2 separate regions of the Triticum aestivum genome follow, and region 2 is linked to region 1. A link is a contact called in public Hi-C data. All regions are on one chromosome and are shown on one strand. Each heading gives the region's core, a stretch centred on a gene start, on an enhancer-like site or on the middle of the called end of the contact. The rest is flanking DNA. Distances are from core to core; before and after follow the strand shown. Region 1 holds the start of LOC123103305 (CBS domain-containing protein CBSX1, chloroplastic). Region 2 holds the start of LOC123103306 (PI-PLC X domain-containing protein At5g67130).

Region 1 (3,627 bases), core at 402-2,901:
GTCGCCCGGATGCAAACATGTTACGTAATAAGCAATATCGCTATATTGCATATGTTGCAAGTCAAATCATGTGACTGATTTGTTCACCAGGTTTCTACCAACTAATACATGTCATAAATATGTTCATGGAATTGGTATGTGGTGGCTTCAGAATTTGCAAGATTCAAGAGGAGTATCTTCCTGAATTGTTCCTGTTCAAAGCATCATATTATACTCTTTTTCTCTTCATGAGTTTCCTTTACAGGTTCTCATGAAGGTTTTAATGCGGTAATATCAACATGGGATCATATGTCATACTTTCTGTTTTTTCCACCGGGTTTTTTAGGAAAATATATACAATATATTTATTGTCCTCTAAAGTCTATGGGTTTTCTCGTATTGAGTTAAAAGAGACAATATCATTATATGTTGCATCATTTTCTTCTTATTTTCCTACTGGGTTTAAAGGAGTTTTAGCAACATATCAAACACTATTATCCTCATATTTTTCCCATAGGGTTTTTGAAAAAGTTACTATACGACTATGATCAAGATCAAAGGATTCTCAAGACTATACAAGGAATGGAAGTTGTACCAGAAGCAACTTTGTGCAGAGGAAGTGTTAAAAAATTAGATTATAACTGCCTTAAGCAGTTATTTAGTGCCCAAAGTGCCATGCAGAAGCACATACACCTTCTCTGTGTAAAGGCACCTGATCCCTACAAACAGGGACCTTGTATAGACGTCTCCTCTTGTAACCGACATCTCGAACATACGAGAATCCTTGTATAAATACCTCAAGTCAATGATCAACGAATAAGAAGTTCTTGTGAACCAACCTGTGGTTGGATGGTTAGAGGGACTGTGAAGTGTGCGTGTGTGCGTTCATAGGGATGAGTGTATGCGCGTATATATGAGCGCTTCTGTCTGTACTAATGTTAAAAAAAAGTTCTTTTCAATTACTTCGTTTCTTTACAAGTACCATCAGATATGCACGAGGATGTTAACAATATGTGAAAGATATGATTGGCTCCCTTTGTTCCTAAATATAAGTCTTTTTAGACATTTCAAATAAACTACAACATACGGATGTATGTAGACATATTTTAAAGTGTAGATTCACTCACTTTGCTCCCTATGCAGTCATTTATTGAAATATCTAAAAAGACTTATATTTAGGAACAGATGGAGTAATAATATATAAATGAGACATGTATCACCATGCAAAGAAAGGTGAACACATGTTTTAGAACTCCATTGTTCCCCCCTTCGTTGAACTCGAACCGTACATCGACCCGGTTGGCAGCTATCAGCCTGTTCGTGTTTCAGTGAGTCGTAGAGGAGACCAACCGGCTGCCTCCGAATTCCCGAATTCACATCGCCGATTCGCATAGTCCACCGTGCATCGATCGGTATCACGCCCGCGAGAAGAAGGCCAGAAACCGCAGGCAGAAACGAACGAGAAACAAGTAAACGATCACGTGCAGGTGCACGCCGGACCGCCGGTGAATCTCCCGCGCCAGAAAGAACCGAGCAGAACCACACGCCCCGCCGCGACCGTCCCCCTCACTCCCGTCTCCGTCCATCCACCCCACCCCACCCACCCCGCCCCCGCCCCCGCCCGCCGGAGGGAGCAAAAGTAAAACCAACACGCCTCCCTTCCCCTTCCCCCCTCGCCCGCCGACCCGCTATAAAAATCCAAGCAAGCCCATCCTTTCTCCCATCCATCGGCGGTCTCCCTCCCTCTCTCCTGCCATAATATCATCGTGGCCTCTCCCTCCCGCTCCCTCCATCCTCTCTGATTGCCCCCGCGCTCGCCATGGAGGCCGCCGCGTCCACGCTGTTCCTCTCCGCCGACGCGTCCCTCGCCGCCGGCCGCCGCCTCCTCCTCGTCCCTTCTCGGCCCGCGCGCGCGGCACGGCGGGGCGCCGCGCCCAGCAGGTGCCGGCGGGCGTCCGTCCGCGCGTACGCCGCGGCGGCCGCGCCAGCGCCGGCGCCGGCCTCTGGAAACGGCCTCGTCGGGGTGAGCGCCGCGTCCGCACGCCTTTTCTCTTCTGCAGCAAGCCAATTTTGCGTCCCTTGCTTTTCTGCTCTACGTGTAGTGCACGGATTAAGCAACTAGCTCGCTTGCTTTCGTGCTCCCCTTAATTGGTAAAGCACCCAGCCTGCTTTTGTAGCAACAAAGCAGCTGGGATTATTTCTGAGTAATATAAGGCAATGAGCCATCTCAGAAAGAAAAGAAATGATGTATCATCTGCTATGCTTGGGGTTTCCCCAGAAGCAAATTGTTGTGTGGAGTGGAGGAATCAATATCTCCACATAAGCCAAGAGGCAGATCTTGCGCCACTCCACCACCAACTTGGCTGATAGCTCAAATTCCATTACCCAAATACTTAACGAAATGTTGTTACTGCTGAGTGTTCATGTTCAGCCTCAAATAATTAATTTTGCTTGTGTTACATCCTGCTTACTCAGAATAACAACGGAGTGTACACTGTTGGAGACTTCATGACGAAAAGGGAGGATCTCCATGTCGTCAAAGCGTCAACCCCGGTTGATGAAGGTGTCGCCCCTTCTTAGTTGTGTACTTCTCTTCTGCTTACTGACCAGCTTCCAAATTGCTAACTAGTTCTTTGGTTTGCGTGCAGCGCTCGAGATGCTGGTGCAGAACAGGATCTCTGGTTTCCCTGTTATCGATGACGACTGGAAGTTGGTCAGTGCCATTTACATTTAACCGCTCTTCTTGTTTCCTAGTCCATGTTTTCTATGACGTAGCTAATCTCAGAAGATACCAGACCTTTTTCGGAACAAAGGATTTTGGGCGGCAAATAGAGTGTTGCAATCCCAACTAAAATTTCCTATCCATGCATTTGGACCAAATGATTGCATCAAAAGAATTTCATAGAATAGGGGTTTCCTACAAATATTGGAGGAAGTTAAATATGAGCTCTAACCCGATCATGGAAATTTCCTTTTGATAGTCTGGATGTATCTAAGCTCTTTCTCTCTCCTTCTCTGATTCTCTGTAATTATTGATGTGCGGCATCAGAATAACTTTTCTAAGCAATCCATGTGGGATTTCATATGCCATGACAAATCAATCCTCTTCCTACTGTTTTAGATTCTTGATTTTTAGAGAGGGTTAAGAGAAAGGTTCTTCCCAAGGAAAAAGGAAAGAGCCCTTTTGTTGTTCTGTATCATGGTATGTCTAGGAAGCATTATATTGCAATGATGAACTGGCTAACTTTCACATGCTTTCTTCTTGACCTTTTTCTGTTGGTTTGGGTTGCACCCTAGTTTTTCTGTAATGAAATACTCAGCCACAACTGCACAACTTTATTTCCACCTGCAGGTTGGCGTTGTCTCAGATTATGATCTATTAGCTTTGGACTCAATGGCAGGTATTCCATCTTGAACTTTTAATCATTTTCTTGCAAAGAAATCATAATCACATTAAAACATATTTTGTGAGCTGTAAAATTCAATTCACATATGCGTTAGGATCTTAATTTAAAGGAGCGGTTTAAATAATGGCCGCTGTCTTATGATCTTCCAATCCTGGATTTTAGGTAAAATTAGAAAAACTGGGATATAATATCTACAACATAACGATGCTAACAGCTATGGTCATAATTTTTGTTTCCTGCT
Region 2 (3,904 bases), core at 563-3,062, 360 kb before region 1:
TGGAGGAGGCGAGTTTGAAGGTGCTCGGCCGAGACCCGTCCCGTCGGCGCTGAACGCCGGGGGAGCAACTTGTCGATCAGCGCTTCAGGCGCGATCGCTGACCGTTAGATTGAGATCCAACAGTCACAGATCAACAGAGCTGAGGATTGATGTTCCACTGCGTATTTTACTGAACAGGAACTTGTGACCGGATACGAAAAGAGGAACATGAACAATAGATTCATAGATTTCTGCGGTTCATGAACACAAGATGTTCATAAGACCATACTGTGAAAGGCTAAGTGATTGACTGATTGTGTGTGACATAAAACCTTCATTGTGGAGAAACCCTAGCTGCCACAAAATCAATCTCCTCTCCCCTTTGCTTTCAGCCGCTGCTCCGACACCGTGAGGCGGAGGGAAGGGGATTCCCCTTGTCTCTCACCCTTTGTGTAGCAAGTTTTGTGTCTTAGTGATGTTGCTCTAACAATGCTATCAATGTCATTTTGAATAAAAGTCCTTCAACTCCAATCGTTTTTATTGGTGTTGCGTTGCTGAGGAGCTCCAGAGTTTTTGTGTCCCGGTTACTCTTTATGAAAAGTTGGTTGGTTATTTGTACTCCAGGTCGCGTGTTTTCATGTGCATCAACAACTGTAACACTATCTTCTTGGTTTGGCGGCCCCATCGCTGGTATGCTTGACGCGATTGCCAACCTCCATGTACGCGACGGTCTACTACTGTTATGATTTGTTGAGATTTCTTCCTCTATAGTTGCAGGTAGGTACTTCGTGGTTTGACTGGATTTGTCTTGATGTTGTCAATTGTGGGAAAGAGCTATGATGGTGTAACCGTGACAAATTTAGTTGCGACTTTGATAATAATTTTAAGACATATAGCCGTTTGCAGTTGCATCTTTGTTTAGGGTCCGCTCAATTACCTTGCATCTACTTGTATCCAACGTTCTATTGATCTATTATAAACTAGATTTAATATTATATTATAAAACATTAAAAGATTTAATATCCTTCCACTATCTCGACTCGCACCCTACACATATAGCGTTATGTTTGGACCCTGTTGTTGGAGTGCATGCTTGCTACATGGGACGTCGCTCTTGTATCTCGATATCAGTATAGTCACTCAACAGTCACATCCAAGCTGATGAACGGGCATGCCAGTGGTTCTAGCGTTGAGGTCAAGGCATCTCTCTTCATGGAGAGACAGCTGGACTCCAACTGCTTTCTAAAGCGGTACAACGTGGACAGTGATGATGACAGAGCCTGGCGGTGGGGACAGTCGTTCAATGACATTAACAAAAGGAAGAAAAGAGCGCATGAGCATGACGGGATGATTTTAAGACTGCTATTTTACTTGTGAGGAGCGCTAATACTCTTTGTGCTTTTTTTTTCAAAAGTACACCAAAAGTGTGTACCATATTTTTGTATAGGATAAAACTAGATTACGAGAGACCTATTGAAATGATGCCACAATATTCACTACATTCCTCTTTGATTCAAAGATTTTGCCCGCACAAATGCAGTATAATTTTTGGGATTCATTTGTCCAGCATTTTATAGTAAAAAGTTTTATCCACTCCAAGCTCATGTGAAGATTCCTACTTTCTTCGATTCATATTACTCGTCGCTTAAATAGCTCTATAGAGATGTATTTCAATACTACATACATTTATTTGTGGGACATGTAATATGGATGGAAGGGAGTATGCTATTTCCAAATCATGTACGTGAACTATTATAAATACTAGTACTACCGTTGCTTGTTGCTGTCGGTTAATTCTGTAAAGAAAAGGACCGGGGGATCCTACCAAGAAAACAAAGGGAAAGCGTGTTGACGATTTGACCCCTCCTCCGGCGCTGTCCCTCGTCGAAAATAAAGAAAGAAAGAAAGAAAGAGAAAAAGGGCAGCCATGTAGTGCTTCCCCTGCTTTCCCTTCTCGCAGCAGCAGATCACTAGCTCACTCCATGGTGGAGAGAGTGGTTGGTGGCCACTAATGGCGCGCCTCTCCTGCCGCCGCTTCCTCCTCTCGCTCCACGTCGCGCTGCTGCTGCTAGTCCCCTGCACCTGCCAGGTACCCGATTCGTCAGCCCGATCCTCTCCACGGTTCCGATTCTTGCGTGTTACCTACCTGCTGTGTCTCCCATCAAGTTCTTGTCCAGTTCGATCTAACCCTTCTTGATGCCTATAATTCCTGATGGCATGGCATGAGCATACTGTTCTTTTCTCCTTCTTCCGCGAGAGTGATACATGAACTGAATTTATCTCTCAGTGTCTGTTTCTTCCTAAAAGTGGTGCGATCTTTGAGGGAGCCTGAATTTACCGCTGGGTCTTGTTTGCAGGTCGGGGATTCGTGCTCGGCGGCCCGCGACTGCGGGGTGGGCCTCTACTGCGGCGATTGCGCCGCCGCCGGCCGGACGCGGCCGTCCTGCATCAGGGACCTGGCCATCCAGCCCACCTCCATCGTAAACTCTTGCATTCCCTTAAGCGCTTGCTTGTAGTATTACTCTGTCTGTGGCTTGTGTTCGGCAATTACTCATCTATCTTGTTCTTCAACCATGGGATGGGGCATGCTTGTTTTGTCCAGGTGAAGGGGCTGCCATTTAACAGGTACTCATGGCTGGTGACCCATAATTCATTCTCCATCGTCGGCGAGCCGTCACGCACCGGGGTTGAGAGGGTTACATTCTACAACCAGGAAGACACTGTCACCAACCAACTCAGGGTAACTACACTGAATACATGGGCCAATCTTTTTATTTATTTATTTTTTGTTTGGGGGTGGGGGGAGGTTATATTTTCGCGATTTTATAGGATGGGTGTTTTTAGTTTTTTTTTCTTTCTTTGATATAATGGTGTGTGCAGAATGGAGTGAGGGGATTGATGCTGGATATGTATGACTTCGGTGGGGATGTCTGGCTCTGCCACTCCTTGCAAGGGCAATGCTACAACTTCACTGCTTTCGTAAGTTCTGTTCTTTGCAGATACCAAACTAATTGACATTTCATTTCTAGTTAAGCCACCTCAAAATCTAATGAAGCTCGGTTATAATACTCCGTCAACTCGTATGTTAAATTCATGAACACAATGAACACGAAGACTTGTGTTGTTTTGTCACTCTTACGATTCTATTGTGGATAATATTGTTTCAGTGTGGTAATCAATTGGAACTAAAGAATGTGGGGAATGGAAGTTAATTGATTCCTTTCTGAATTCATCACTAACCTTGCGAGATGTATAGCTGTTAAGGCGACCAGACTCCTAATGTTCAAATGCAATGTGATTCTAGGAACCAGCAATTGACACGTTGAAAGAGGTGGAAGCATTTCTATCCGAGAATCCCACGGAGATTGTTACAATATTCATCGAGGATTACGTACATGCCCCGATGAGATTGAGCAAATTGTTTACTGCTGCTGACTTGATGAAGTATTGGTACCCTATCTCAGAAATGCCAACGAGTGGGCAGGAGTGGCCCACCGTCACAGATATGGTTGCAAAGAACCACAGGTTGCTTGTGTTTACTTCCGATGCTTCAAAGGAGTCTAGCGAAGGAATAGCTTACCAGTGGAGTTATTTGCTGGAGAATGAGTGTAAGTATGGCTTTCTGGGCTTTATTGAAAAAAACAGAGGTTCTATCGATTCTAGGTAGCGATAGCTATACCACAATTTGCAAATCTAAAACCCAAAATACAAATTTCTTCTTGGCTTTCTATGTCTTGAGATAGCCTACCCCAACTTGTTTGGGACTAAAGGCTTTGTTGTGTTGTTTCTTTGTCTTGAGAACCTTGTTTAACATCCATTTCACCTTTCAACTTATAATATATTGGACCATGAGAGTCTCGTGTGATTAATTTACTCCAAAGATGACTATGAGCTGAACATATTCTGATTTAGAACTAAGTTAAGA

The links. Hi-C and Micro-C count contacts between places; a contact is called where the count stands out from the background.
Region 2: a contact with region 1 is called in a Hi-C map of leaf, with 4 times the contacts expected there. The contact joins the promoter of LOC123103306 here to the promoter of LOC123103305 in region 1. A contact is called at or near these places in 2 of 5 Hi-C or Micro-C datasets (both in leaf).

What each region holds. Positions count from the first base shown.
Region 1 is chr5A:346,172,911-346,176,537 of IWGSC CS RefSeq v2.1, reverse strand. It overlaps LOC123103305 (CBS domain-containing protein CBSX1, chloroplastic), which reads left to right and starts at 1,651. Exons shown (of 8, transcript XM_044524835.1): 1 at 1,651-2,002; 2 at 2,455-2,542; 3 at 2,628-2,692; 4 at 3,332-3,380. The coding sequence starts at 1,799.
Region 2 is chr5A:346,529,689-346,533,592 of IWGSC CS RefSeq v2.1, reverse strand. It overlaps LOC123103306 (PI-PLC X domain-containing protein At5g67130), which reads left to right and starts at 1,812. Exons shown (of 8, transcript XM_044524837.1): 1 at 1,812-2,068; 2 at 2,337-2,459; 3 at 2,582-2,719; 4 at 2,860-2,958; 5 at 3,284-3,587. The coding sequence starts at 1,991.